Linked DNA regions of Sus scrofa: region 2 is linked to region 1. A link is a contact called in public Hi-C data. All regions are on one chromosome and are shown on one strand. The core of a region is the stretch at or near the end of the contact, and the rest is flanking DNA. Distances in the headings are between cores, read along the strand shown. Region 1 has its middle 62 kb from the start of ZNF236. Region 2 has its middle 91 kb from the start of ZNF516.

Evidence for each region. Hi-C and Micro-C count contacts between places; a contact is called where the count stands out from the background.
Region 2: a contact with region 1 is called in a Hi-C map of skeletal muscle, with 2.7 times the contacts expected there. The contact joins two enhancer-like sites. A contact is called at or near these places in 1 of 5 promoter capture datasets (liver), 10 of 47 Hi-C or Micro-C datasets (embryonic fibroblasts, fetal heart ventricle, fibroblasts and 3 more) and 2 of 2 datasets of contacts at active chromatin or transcription factors (alveolar macrophages and skeletal muscle).

The regions. Positions count from the first base shown.
Region 1 is chr1:147,840,353-147,847,312 of Sscrofa11.1, forward strand. No RefSeq gene overlaps it. Among named protein-coding and RNA genes, the nearest start is that of ZNF236, 62 kb to the left of the region's middle. Within about 2 kb of position 2,904, at least 15 of the 83 cell types and tissues checked have an H3K27ac peak or open chromatin away from gene starts, as enhancers often do. A contact at or near this core is called in alveolar macrophages and skeletal muscle, where this site is marked.
Region 2 is chr1:147,893,097-147,900,056 of Sscrofa11.1, forward strand. No RefSeq gene overlaps it. Among named protein-coding and RNA genes, the nearest start is that of ZNF516, 91 kb to the right of the region's middle. Within about 2 kb of position 2,770, at least 56 of the 83 cell types and tissues checked have an H3K27ac peak or open chromatin away from gene starts, as enhancers often do. A contact at or near this core is called in alveolar macrophages and skeletal muscle, where this site is marked.

The DNA.
Region 1 (6,960 bases), core at 1,654-4,153:
GGGAACTTCCATATGCTGAGGATGCAGCCAGGAAAAAAAAAAAAAGTTCAGGATTGAGTTTCTGTTGAGGCTCAGTGGGTTAAGAACTCCAGCTAGTATCCATGAGGATGCAAGTTAAATCCATGGCCTCACTCAGTGGGTTAAGGATCTGCAGTTGCCATGAGCTGTGGTGTAGGTCACAGACACAGCTCCAATTTGACCCCTAGCCTGGGAACTTCCATATGCCATGGGTGCAGCCCTAAAAGGAGGGGAAAAAAAAAGTTCAGATTCTCAGAGATAGAGAGCCTCCCTCCTTCTCTTCCTCCCTTCCTCTCTTCCTCCCTGTTTTCACTTCTTTTAAGGAATTCTTTTTAACAGAGATGCTTTTATTTACAAACCTAGAAATATCATACAAACCAACAAATAAGCTAATATTTTGTCCCTTGGTGTTTTAGTTGTACCTTACATGTTTATAAGAACTTTTAGGATTTGCGTAGTGCTTCAAGTTAGTAGTCATTTATATTTCATTCGTGTGGATTTCTAACTTGGCAGGCTCTGAGAAAGCAAACAAGTATAAGAAATATCCTTCTCTTGCTTCCTTGGGTTATGATTGATTTCATTTTTCAAGATCAGCAATTTGAGAAAACAAATGAACTGCACTAGCTTACATGTTTCAAATAACCTAAACTGTGTCTGCTCTGTCTCTCCGTGTAGAAGAGGCAGCAGGCCATCCTCAGAGAGTGGCCCTGCCTTGGGAACACTGTAGCGAGGGCGCAGTGCCTTCCCTCTGGAGCATCATGTAGGGGACAGGGGGGCAGGGCTCTTCGCAGGGACACAACCGGCTCCATTCTCTTTGCAGCGTGCTCACTGTCTCATAACTCCATTGTTGTCTCATGTTAGGAGAAAAGAATCATTGCTTATATAGAGACAGTATATTTATCTGACAGATATTGGTGCTAGAAGAACAAGAAAGATAGGAGCCTTGACCTAGTGCAGGAACGAAGCCAGTCACTAAGCTCCTTACTGATCCGCAAGTAATCTTCTCACCTAATTTTAGCCGAAAGGTTCAGCCTCCACAACCACCGCCCCTCCTTCTTACTCAAGAAATCATTTCTCCCTCCACATGCCTGTGAGGCGGTCCAATAGAAGGAAAATTGCTGAAAGCCCGGGAGAATGACCCGGATTGTCTTGCTGACAGGGAGGGGCTGGGGTCCAGACCCAGAAATCTGAGGGTAGGTGCTGGACCATCCCCAAGGTGTCCCTGTGCCCAGGAACCCCTCTTGGGGAAGGTCCACGTCCCCTGCTGTGTTCTCCCTGCTGGAGATCGTTCGAGCACACCCAATCGTGCACACTCAAACACACTCTTGAATCTACACACATCCCATCTCACATTCACATCCACGTGCACACACTCACACTCCTGCATTCACACACATCCAGTCTCACATTCATTCACACTCATGCACATTCACACACTCTCCCGCACACACGTAAGCACACTCACGCTTGCACGCATAGCCCCTCCATCCTCGGCCCCAAGAGTCTGGAACAAAGGATGAGACTTGATTTCCACATCTCATGGTTGAGAACGGACCCACTTAAGTTGTGTTTACAAAAGTTAAGAGCTGAGCCAAAGAAATGGTCCAGACAGAAAACCTACCACAGGGAACAGGATCCTTCCGACCCAGATTCCGCAGGAGAAGAGGAGCAGGGAGGGGGCCAAACAGCAGTTTCTTTCTCTGTCCCCCCTAACTGGGAAGTGTCTCCACAAGCACAGGCTGAACCTGGCCACCGAGGACACCTTAATTTTCTTGAAAATGGATATTGATCATGTCAGAAGGCATCACCAGGCAGTAATTCAACTCAATGGTCAAAAAGGCTGAAGCGATTGGACTCCTGTGTGCAAAGCGCATTCCTTGCTCTCAGATTGGAAGGTCAAATTAAAACTGGTCATCCAGGAGTCAGCTTCACGGCCCAGGTTTACAACCCAGACTCCTGTCACATGGTTGCAGAGGTCAACAACAGCAAATAAGTGCTCTGTAGTTTGGAGGAAAAGCAAGAACAAATATTACTTTAAGAACTAGAATTAGGAGTTCCCGTCGTGGCGCAGTGGTTAACGAATCCGACTAGGAACCATGAGGTTGCGGGTTCGATCCCTGCCCTTGCTCAGTGGGTTAACGATCCGGCGTTGCCGTGAGCTGTGGTGTAGGTCACAGACACGGCTCGGATCCCGCGTTGCTGTGGCTCTGGCGTAGGCCGGTGGCTACAGCTCCGATTAACCCCTAGCCTGGGAACCTCCATATGCCACGGGAGTGGCCCAAGAAATGGCAAAAAGACAAAAAAAAAAAAAAAAAAAGAACTAGAATTAAATTGCAAATACCAGGGACATGATTCCTATATCTAAAACCCATGTTATATTTAAACCCATAATTGGGTATGGCATGAATGTGGATTATTTTAACTTTATTATTTTTTAAGTCTCATTTGCAGGTGGCAAAGGATAATTATTGTGCAAGATAACTTGATCTTCTTGTTTATATTCAAGAACTAACTCGGATTAAAGTGATCTTTTAAAAGGGCTTGAATAGCAGAATAACTCAGTACTGGTGTCAGTTTGTCTTATTTCAATAATAGTCGCTATGGAAACAAATCACTGACCTATTTCTTTTCATACCCCCAAGTAAACAATAGGGTTTCCACTTTTCTTCGTATCCTGTTCCCTTTGGACAGGAGTTTCTGGTACAGGATGTTTCTAAAGTGCTTTTTACTGAAACCTATAGTTCTGAACTCCATGCTTATTTTAGTTATTATAAACATTCTCAGCCACATCATGGATTTCTACCATGGAAGGCGCCCAGGATGCTCAGCTTCATCCCTCAGAATCCTGGGCCCCCTTGGCAGGCGCTCCCTCGCCATTGCTCAGAGGTGGAGACTTTGCTGCAGGAGGCAGAGGCTGGGCCAGCATGCCCACATAGACTGCATGAAATGCCTGGTGTAATAAGTCAGCAGAGTTCCACATTAGTGTCTTTTCTCTCCATGCCGATCTTTGACTACAAACAGGAAAGTCACAGAAGGTCATTTTCCACACAAAGCTGCTGATTCAGGAAAGAACAAATGAAATATTAACATGTGCGTGCTCCCTTCCTTGTCCTCAACCCACATCCTAAATCCATTTTATATTTGGCTGAAGCCAGAAGTTGCTAAATATAGAAGTTGCTCTCTCCCCAGCACTCACAAGTGCCCCTGCTGGGCTGTCTCTGCAGCCACAGGCTGTAGTCACAGCAAAGAGAGGCACATCAGCCCTGTACCACGGACCACCCTTCATCTCCAAGGACACACTCTTGTGGAAATATCAGGAGGAAGTTTACCATGTTTAACTTTATTTATGGCCCGCTATTTTTATGACCTGTAAATCCCTCCTCTTCATTTGTTTATTGTGTGAGATGGAAAAATTACAGACATAATAAAAGGGGGAAAAGGCACACATACAAAATAAGTAAAAAAAAAAAAAAAAAAAAAGACACCAGTGACACATACTCCGAATGGTGCCGGACACAGCTGCAGAACTTTCCAAAAGAGCAGTAAAGAAGAGAAAACCACCAACCCTCTGTGTGTAACATACTTCAAATAATGAGAGTAAAATGGTCATGGTGATTAATTTCTCTGATGTGACAAATTTATTTTTTAATGGGATAAGTTCTGACCTAATATGGTTGGGCTCCAAATGTGCTGCACATATCTTGGGAAAGCTTTTTAAGGTTTCATGACAAACATTCCTTTTTTTATCTTTATGCTCTAACAGTGCCGCGATATTCCAAACGACCAGGTCAAAATGATACCAAAGTAGTTGTTTGGAAAGTGGGGAAAACATAACATGACAACTTGGTGGCGTGCTTGCAAACAGGGTTCCCATCCTCCAGGTCTTTCTTCATCTTTGCCCTTTCCACTGTGACACTGCAGCTCCTCCCCTTAGGAGGCAGAGTCGATCTTCACCCTTCAAATCTGGGCTGGCCCTTCAGCTCTCTCTGACCATCGAATATGGGGTAGTGATGATCTGATAGCCCTGAGTATATAAGCCTCATGAGGTCTTAGATATTTCCACTCTCTTAGGGCCTCTGCCATGAAAACAAGCCTCAGAGTGTATGCTGCAGGGTGCGGGCACAGGAGAGCTGACCCATAGCTGACCACAGAGACACAAGAGAACTCAACTCAGAAAATCATCTTCGTAGAGCCCAGTCTAAATTGCTGATCCACAGAAATATAGCAATATATATGACTCTTTTTTAAGCTACTAAGTGTGTGACTACTTTGTTACCCAGCAATAGCAACACCCTCATCCCTACTGTTATGCAAAAAACCCTAGTCAGAGAATCGGGAGACCTGGATCCTGGTCCTGACTCTGAGATTTTTAGCCATATGACCTTCAACAATCCCATTACTTTTCTGGGCATCAATTTCTTTGGTGATATTTTGCATACAAGATACTTCTAGCTGGAACATCTGTTTGAAAGAAACAGAGAAACTTAATTCTCATACACTTTGGTGTGAATGCCTATAAGAGGTGCATCTAATAAATCTAGTAACCTTACAAATATGCCACTTCACTCAGCAATTTCAATTCTTTGTCCTGCTATGGAAGTAAACACATGGATATACTAGTATTTATGTTCAAGGGTGTCTAGTATAGGATTATTTGCATTGCAAAAATCAAGAAATAACTTGCATGCCTATCAAGGAAAACGGCTGGGCAAATAGGAGTATATTCATACCATAATGTATTATGCAGCTATTTAAAGAACTCTCTGGAAGAATCTTTCATGACATATTTTTTAAAGTAAGATAAGTGAGTTTTGGGGTATAATACCATTTGTACCATTTTTAAAATAAAATTTTAAAAACTTTATGAGTATGTAGTTTTTATATAATTGTTCGGCCACCAGGAATGGTTCAGAAGGGTACAGACCAGGCTGATTGTCTAGATTGGAGGCAGCACTTTATAACGGCAAAAATGTTGAAATGACCTCAGGGTTTAGATTTAAGAGTTTAGTTAATTTAATTCTGGCACATTCATACACAGGCAGACCTTGAAGATAAACTGTGGGTTCAGTTCTTGATACCCTAATAAAGCAAATATTGCAATTAAGTAATTCACATGAATTTTTTTGACTTCCCAGTGCATGTAAAGGTTATGTTTGCACTGTACTGTGGTCCATTTAGTGTGCAATAGCACTATTTTAAAAGCAATGTACATACCTTAATTTAAAAATACTTTATTGCTAAAAATTTCTGTCACCTCAGCCTTCAGTGTATTGTCTTTTTGAATAGTAATATCAAACATCACTCATTAATGCCAGATCACCACAACAATCATAATAATAGTGAAAAAGTTTGAAATATTGTGAGAATTAGCAAAATCTGGCACAGAGATACAAAATGAGCAAATGCTGTTAAAAATAGCATTGATAGACTTAGTGGACACAAGGTTGCCGCAAACCTTCAGTCTGTTAAAAACAGGATATCTGCTGAGGGCAATAATGCAAAGCACAATAAAACAGGCTCTGCCTGTGCTGAAATAGTACTCAACTGTTAATAATAGCGGTATAAAATACATGAAAATAATTATATATCATGTATTAAAAATAATATTAACAAACACGACATAATACCAAGGGAAATAAAATGCATGATCTCATGCAATATGAAACTCTTTAAGATAGATACACACCAAATATCCACCAGTAATTTTTAATGTTCATGAGCCTATGAGCCTTCAAATTTTTCTAAATTAACATGTATAAAAGGGGGAAGAGATGGGGCAGAGGCAGAGATGTTTAGCAATTCAAAAGAGTTGAGTAAGTTCCCATCCTGGCTCAGTGATTAACAAACCCAACTAGTATACATGAGGACTCAGTTTTGATCCCTGGCCTCTCTCGATGAGTTAAAGATCTGGCATTGCTGTGATCTGTGTTGTAGGTCACAGACATGCCTTGGATCTCGAGTTGCTGTGGCTGTGGTGTAGGCCAGCAGCAATAGCTCCAATTCAATGCCTAGCCTGGGAACCTTCATATGCCACGGGTGTGGCCCTAAAAAGACAAAAAAGACAAAAAAAAAGGGTTGAGTAAAATAGACAGAAAGAACCAGAGGAGACTGGATCCTTCATAAACTCAATGACATCTCTGAATAATAGGGAGCTGAGAGAACTTTGTTTTTCGTTTTTCTGTTTTTTTGGGTTTTTTTTTTGTTTGTTTGTTTGTTTGTCTTTTTGCCTTTTCTAGGGCCGCTCCCAAGGCATATGGAGGTTCTCAGGCTAGGGGTCGAATCGGAGCTGTAGCCACCGGCCTACACCAGAGCCACAGCAACTCGGGATCCGAGCCAAGTCTGCGACCTACAACACAGCTCACGGCAACGCCAGATCCTCGACCCACTGAGCAAGGCCTGGGATCGAACCTGCAACCTCATGGTTCCTAGTCGGACTCGTCAACCACTGCACCACGACGGGCACTCCAAGGAGCTGAGAGTACTTTGAACTGGAAATGGAGGCTTGAGATACTTAGTTTAGGGAGATGGGTGACTGGCGATCTCAAATGCCTTTGGCTCATACAAAGTGATGAGAATGAATGAGATAATTAATATCCATAAAGTGCTTTAACATCCTCAGGAAAGGCTGCTGTGTAGGATGACATTGTCTTGCTCAAGTCAGATGGGTCCATACAACCTTTTTCTAATCCACCCCCTTCAAAGATCACCAGCTTATTTCCCAGTGAGTCAGTGTGGTTTTTGATATTTCAAACAGGGAAACCTTGATCAGAGAAAGATGTTATGTTTCTTTTTACTGTAAATTTTGTAAATTAAAAGAAGAAATTTTTACCTTCTGAGGGTGCATTGGTACTTGGATAGATGTTTTTCATGAAAATATCAAGCTTAAAGGACCCTGGACAAAACAAGGATTTCTAATGAAGATTAAAGATTTAGCACAGATTG
Region 2 (6,960 bases), core at 1,520-4,019, 53 kb after region 1:
CAACCACAAGGGCGTCTATGCATCATGAAACACAGACCTTTTTTTTCTGCCACTTTCCAAACTTTAAATGTGAATTCTTCTTCTCCAGATTGCTGACGGACGTGGTTCTTCTGGAAAAGAGAGAATGCTTTAAGTGCTCTAAAATGAGGCTTTCACCTGATACTAATTTTCTTCTTAGTTATAAAGGCTATTGTTTGTTTGAACAAAGAGAAATAGGAGCCATGAGTAGCTGTTTACATTATAGGAATGAGGGCACAGAGCCGGGAGGGAGTCCTTCCTCATTAAGGAGCAGGGGACCGTGGGTTACTGGGAAAACGCGGCCTGAAAATGGAAAAAGGAGGCTCAGATTTTATACTCTGACGACCCGGCCAAGAAGCTATATTTATCATCTGTTAAATGCCACTAACCGATTTCAGCTAGATCTAGGTTCAGTGTTAAAATTTAGATGAAACAAGCAGCATCATTAAACAATCAGACAAGGGCCTGATTTTCTTTTTTTAAAAAAGCATAGCAAACCACCCTACAACTCTGGGATCAGTATGTGTAGAAACGTGTAGAGACACCAAGGGGCCAGGCTGAGCACACAGGCACCCAGGCGTCCATGCCACGTGGGGGTCGCCACCCGCCCAAGGAACCGTGGCCTTTCAGGAGGGACCGCCTTTTCTGCAAAAGAGGAGCTCAATAAATATTTATAGAACAAATGAGTGAATGAATTTCACTTGAATTAAACATGATTCGTCTGTGCTCAGCATAATTCACTTTCACTTCAGCGGTCTGAAGCCAGGCTGAAAAGTGTTCTCTGAAACCATAGAGCAGAGAAGTTTCCCCGTGCTGTTGTCCCTGGAGACGCCTCCAACCTGGGCAAGCGGCAGAAGGAAGCCCTAACTCACAGCCGCTTGCCAGAATATTTTTATTAAAGAAGGAACTGCCGTCTGTGTGAACAGCGGATGATGGTATCCAGTGACAGCCTTTGGCCACCATCAGTTTCATGTTCAACCTGGTTGCTCACTGGTTTCAAACTCAGGACACAAGTGACACTAAGGCATCTTTAGTATTATTATTTTTTTTAATCTTTGGGGAACAAACATAAATGGAGGAAAGTAACAAGTACAGATTAAATATGAGGCAGGTCCAGGCTTTTAATATGACTGTTTTTAACTTGCCAGATAATCAGAGCATTAAATGAAGGCGTAATTTGTCAGCCAGAAGCTCCTCTATTGTTCCCTGAAGCAAGTGGCAAGGGGGGGAGGGGGTGTCGGACTAATTCAATTCACTGGGGAACCAGTGTTTACATCCGCGAATCCTAATGGAAAGGCACACAGTTTCCAAACTGGAACAAATAAATAAGGATGCTCTTTGCCACTAAAGTAGGGGAGCCTTGCTGTATCTCTTTCTTGAATGGGGGAAGCCATGTTTTGAAGGACCATTTTCTTCCATGTGGAAATATTTATTTGCTGGCTCCTGCAGTGCTGCCAGGAAGTGCTAAAGCATCTCCTGTTAGAGTTTCAGAAGCAAATTGCTTCTGCACCGTTGTCTTGAGTTGCTGGATTAGGCTGTGTTTTCTCTGCCTCTCCCTGACGACTTCATCAATCTTTTTTTTTTTTTTTTTTTTTTTTTTTACTATAAGAGACTTTCATTTATTGCTCCTAGAAAGCCAGGGGCATCGTAGTGGATTTCTTTGGCAGAATCCTTGTTTCATTATCGAGAACCTGCGATGTGCTGGGGGATGGAGAGAGGTGGGGTCGCCTGACCAGGGCCCTCCTAGGTCCAGCTGTTGCACCAGGGACCCTCCTAGGCTTCCCCCCACCTTGAGCTGAGGGGAAGTGTGCTTTTTTGTGACACACACTGACTTGAATCCTTCAGAGATTTAAAAGATGACCTCTTTGCGCCCACACTTCGCCGTTGCCAGCGGGAAGAAGAGAGTTGCCAGGATTTTTGGCTCCTGAGGCTCTGGGCAAAGGCACAAAATGGGATGGAGGGAGGGGTGTGGGGAGAGGAGGGCTCTCCCAAGTGCCTGTTTTGCCTGGTTTACAAATACGCTTAGGTTGCACTTAGTCCTTGTGCTTTTAAAAGTGAAATTTTGGCATTGTGCAGTTAATCCAGACTAAAGCTCTTTGGTATATTGACTTAAAAGGGCTTCAAATGGCCAAACCTCTGCGGCTTGGGGAACATCTCTGGAAAGGTTCAATGGAGCCATTTTCTAAAGCTTTGTGGCACAAGCCCAGGATTCTCGGCCCCACTGAAGCTGCTGAGGGAAACGGGGTTCTCCCAGCAAAGCTGCCGCTCCTGTCTGGCCGCCTCTGAGTTGACAGGGGAACCGCGAGCGCTGAAGGGCTACAGGCACAGCCATGCAAGCATCTCCTTTGCAGCGAGCAAAACTGCATAATCTCTGTCTGTGTGGCCGCGGCCTCCAGAGAAACTAGCAAGATCCGGAAGAGGCCGAGGAGGCGCGGCCCAGGCCGGCCAGCAGGGGGCGCCACGGGCCCCGCCGAGACAAAGGCCGCCGCGCAGAGCCGGGAAATGGAGGCCGCGCTGGAGCCGCGGGCCCAGGAAGAACTGTTCCCTCCCTGGCCCAGCCGAGCCGCCGCCTAAATCCCAGCCCAGCGCCTCCCTGGTGGGCTGAGCCCACATCTTTACTAGGATGTCGCGGGCATCTGTCCCCTCATCACCAGAGCGGCTGTGAAGCGGGCCGCGATCCTGGGACCCGGGGCCGGCGTCCTCAGGGCCTGAGTGTCCCCTGCTCTGTGCGGCGACAAACCCGAGTCCCGCTGGGCCACCGGCCGGGGCACGTACTCCGGCATGGTGACCTGCCGGGTGGTGGCCTCATTCCAGGCCAGGCGACTGGGCGACCGGGAGAGCAGCCCGCCTTCCGCTCCCGGGAGTTTGCACGATCTGCAGGCACACGCGGCGCAGGCGATCCGTGGATTTTTTAAGGGGCCCCGGCCGCGCTCCGCGACCCTGGAGCCCAGAATGTTAACAAAATTGCTTTCATGTTGCCGGTCACGTGACCGCCGGGGCCCTCCTCCCTATCTCACCTGGTTCAGAACCCGCCCTTCCGTCTTGCAAGGGTATCCCTAGCCTGTGGGCCCGGACGCTGAGCCTGCGAGACTGCTGTCAGGCTCCAGTGCAAGTTGGGTCAAAGAGGCTTGACTGGACCTGCTGGGGGAGCGCAGGGCCTCTAATGAGTCCTCAGTTCACTCCGGCCTTCGGAGAACAAAAAGAGGCCTGTGAGTCATGGCCAGCCAGCTTCTCTCCCTCAAGCCCTAGACACAGGGAAGCATCTCCTCCCAAGCAGGCCACACCTGTGCCAGCTGCGGATGCTCCCGGCCCTGCTCGGCATTCCTGGGCCCTTTTGTCACGCTGCCCCACATGTTTGGGAATTTAATCCACGTTTCACTTTCCCTGGCCACATGGCCTGGTCTTTCCCAATGTTTAGCTGGAAAAAAAAAATCAAAGCCAAGTTTTGGAATTAAACTTCCTGTGTATCTTTGACACATTATAAGAGAGATAGGGAAGAAAGAATTAGGAGCCAGCTTCTGCAGTACTGGTACTTTCCCCTGTGCCCCAGGGAACCAGAGCCCATGCGCCCTCCCCTCCAGAGTTGAGGAAGCGCTGAATATGGTGATTAGGACAGACTGCATTGGATACACTTTCTTTTTTAAGATAAAAGTTTTATTTCAGAGAGAAGCACAAAGCCTCCACTGTCGTGGATAAGCCAGGCCTCGCAGGGACTCAAGGACCTTCCAGAGGGAAACAAAAGGCATTGGCTCTTGATTAAGAAAAGTCAGTGGTGGCCCAGCCCCTGGGGCCTCTCTGTCCCTTCCCTGGGTGCTCACTGCACAGGACTCTGAGCTCTCTCCTCAGGGACAGTTCTGCTCCTTACCTCTCAGACCCCTTACTCCCCCGAAACCCCTCAGCAGATAGGACTGGGTTTACCTCCTGGATTCCCAGGGGGTTCTCACTGGCACCCTGTAGAGCCCCAGCCTTGACCTTCCTCCATGCTTACTTTGGCCCCCTTGGACCTACTCCACTCAAACATCCGATGGCTCCATGTGTATGGATTGAGCACCAAGTGCAGTCCAGAGCACAATTCACTGCCCTGTCTTGGGGCGTAAAACCTACCCTTCCCCTAGTTCACCCTTAACTTGACTTCTCTTTTTTACCCCTCTCTCTATCCATTATCCCCCATAGATGGCATTTTTAACTTCATCCCTCCTTCCTCTTCTTCTTACAAAGTGAAAAGTGAGCATCGTCTCCAAGCCCTAAGCAAACCCTGAAGGACCTTCCCTTTTCTTTACCATCTAAATCTTAAAGGGAACAGGGTTTTTTTGGTTGTTTTGTTTTGTTTTGTTTTTGTCTTTTTATCTTTTCTAGGGCCGTTCCTGCGGCATAGGGAGGTTCCCAGGCTAGGGGTCTAATCGGAGCTATAGCCACTGGCCTACACCAGAGCCACAGCAACGCCAGATCCAAGCCATGTCTGCGACCTACACCACAACTCATGGCAACGCCGGATCCTCAACCCACATCCTCATGGATACTAGTCGGGTTTTTTTCTGTTGCACCACAACAGGAATTCTCTAGGTTTTTTGTTTGGTTTGTTTGTTTGTTTGTTTGTTTTTGCTTTTCCTGTGGGTCAGGAATTTAGCACTGGCTTAAGCTGGTGGTTCTGGCTCAGGATCACTAAAGAGATTGCATGAATGTGTCCCTTGGGGCTGTGGTCACCTGCAGGCCACTTCCAGAATGGTGACTCAACAGCAGGCTGGCTGGTCCTACATCGAGTGAAGTCTGCTCAGGGCTGTTGGTTTGTCCTACTGGTGGCCACCTCCCTCCAGAATGAGTGCGTGATCAGAGTTTAAGGCAGAAGCTGCAGTGTCTTCAGATGCCACAGTTTGGACATCTCACGACATCTTTTCTCCATTAGGCTATTGGTTGGTTACACACTGGGGATGGGAATACCAAGGGGGTGGATACCTGGGGCAAGGCAGCTTGCAGGACCATTTGGGGGCCACAGCAGGACGAAATGAGACTCTGGAAGAGGGAGGAACTATGGCTTTATAGAACCAGCCATGGTTTTCAAACCTTTATCTTTCTTTTTTTAAATTGAAGATTAGTTGATTTACAATGTTGTGTTAGTTTCAGATGTACAGCACAGTGATTCAGTTATATATATATATTTTTTTCAGATTATTTTCCCTTAGAGTGAAAATAATTTTTTATTATTTTAAAATATTTTAATATATTGAATATTTTAATATATTGAGTATATTTTACAATATTGAGCATCATTCCCTATGCTATACAGTAGGTCCTTGTTGCTATCCCTTTTTTAAAGCTGAACCCCTTTATCAAAAACCTTATATCAGAATGGCAGTTTATATAAAATTAAAATAGAGCTGTTCTAGTTTGAGCCACGAAGTCTGCTGGTTTCCCTCCCTAGCACTCCCTTCTTTCCTGTGCACCCCTCCACCCCAGTCAAGCGGTCCTTGAAACTTCTTCAAAGAACAAAGACATGGGCCCAGAGCATGTGAGGAAATGGGCCCTGCCAGGGCACTGGATACTTAGGAACATTTTTTGGAAGGCGGTTTTGCGACATCTATTAAAATTTAAGCGCACGTGTCCTTTGTCTAATCAATATTACTGCTAAGAATCCACCCCACAGGTAAACTTTCATAAATGCACAACTAGGTAGATACAGAGCAACATTTTGGAAACATTTAAATGCCCTTTGATAGAGGACCAGTTAGATGAATAACAGTACAGCAGGATACCAGGCACCTATTTAAAAATTAGTGGGTTTCATATATACTGAAAAGGAGAGATCGATTGTTACATAAAAGAGCAAGCTGCAGAATACCATTTATAGTTTGATCCTCCATATGTGCACATGTATACTTCACAGTCAGAGAGAATTTCTGGAAGACAGTAACATGGTTTCCCTTTGGGAAGTGAGAACGAGGAAAGTGTAGGTCACTGAAGGGATCCAAGAGATCCGTTTTTTTGTTGTTGTTGTTTTGTTCTGTTTTGTTTTGGTTTTTTTTGTCTTTTTGCCATTGTTTGGGCCGCTCCCACGGCATATGGGAGGGAAGCTAGGAGTCTAATCAGAGCTGTAGCCACCGGTCTACACAAAAGCAACAGCAACACGGGATCCGAGCCGCATCTGTGACCTACACCACAGCTCACGCAACGCCGGATCATTAACCCACTGAGCAAGGTCAGGGATCGAACCCACAACCTCATGGTTCCTAGTCAGATTCGTTAACCACTGCGCTTAACCACTGCGCCACGACGGGAACTACCCAGCAAGTGGCCGTTTTTAACTTTACACCATTTAGTATTTTTTGTTTTTATTTTTCATTTTCGAAGCCACAGGTGTGGTATATGGAAGTTCCCAGGCTAGGGGTCGAATTGGAGCTATAGCTGCCAGTCTACGCAACAGCCACAGCAACAAGGGACCTGAACCAGATCTGTTACCTACACCACAGCTCAGGGCAAAGTCAGATCCTTAACCCACTGAGCAAGGCCAGGAATTGAACCCACATCCTCATGGATACTAGTCGGGTTCGTAACCTGCTGACAATGGGAACTCCCACTTAGTATTTTTTAAATTGCTTTCAACCACTTTATGATGATTCACTTTCTTTGATTGAAATGACTTCATATACCATGATATTCACCATTGTGACAAGTATAATTCAATGGTTTTGGATGTCCTGTCTTGGCCCAGCAGAAACGAATCCAACTAGTTACCATGAGGTTGCGGGTTTGATCCCTGGCTTTGCTCAGTGGGGTAAGGATCCAGTGTTACCATGACCTGTGGTGTAAGTCACAGATGTGGCTCAGATCTGGCGTTGCTGAGGCTGTGGTGTAGGCTGGCGGCTACAGCTCTGATTAGACCCCTGGCCTGGGAACCTCCATATGCTGCAGGTGTGGTGATAAAAAGTTTTTAGTGTACGCACGAGG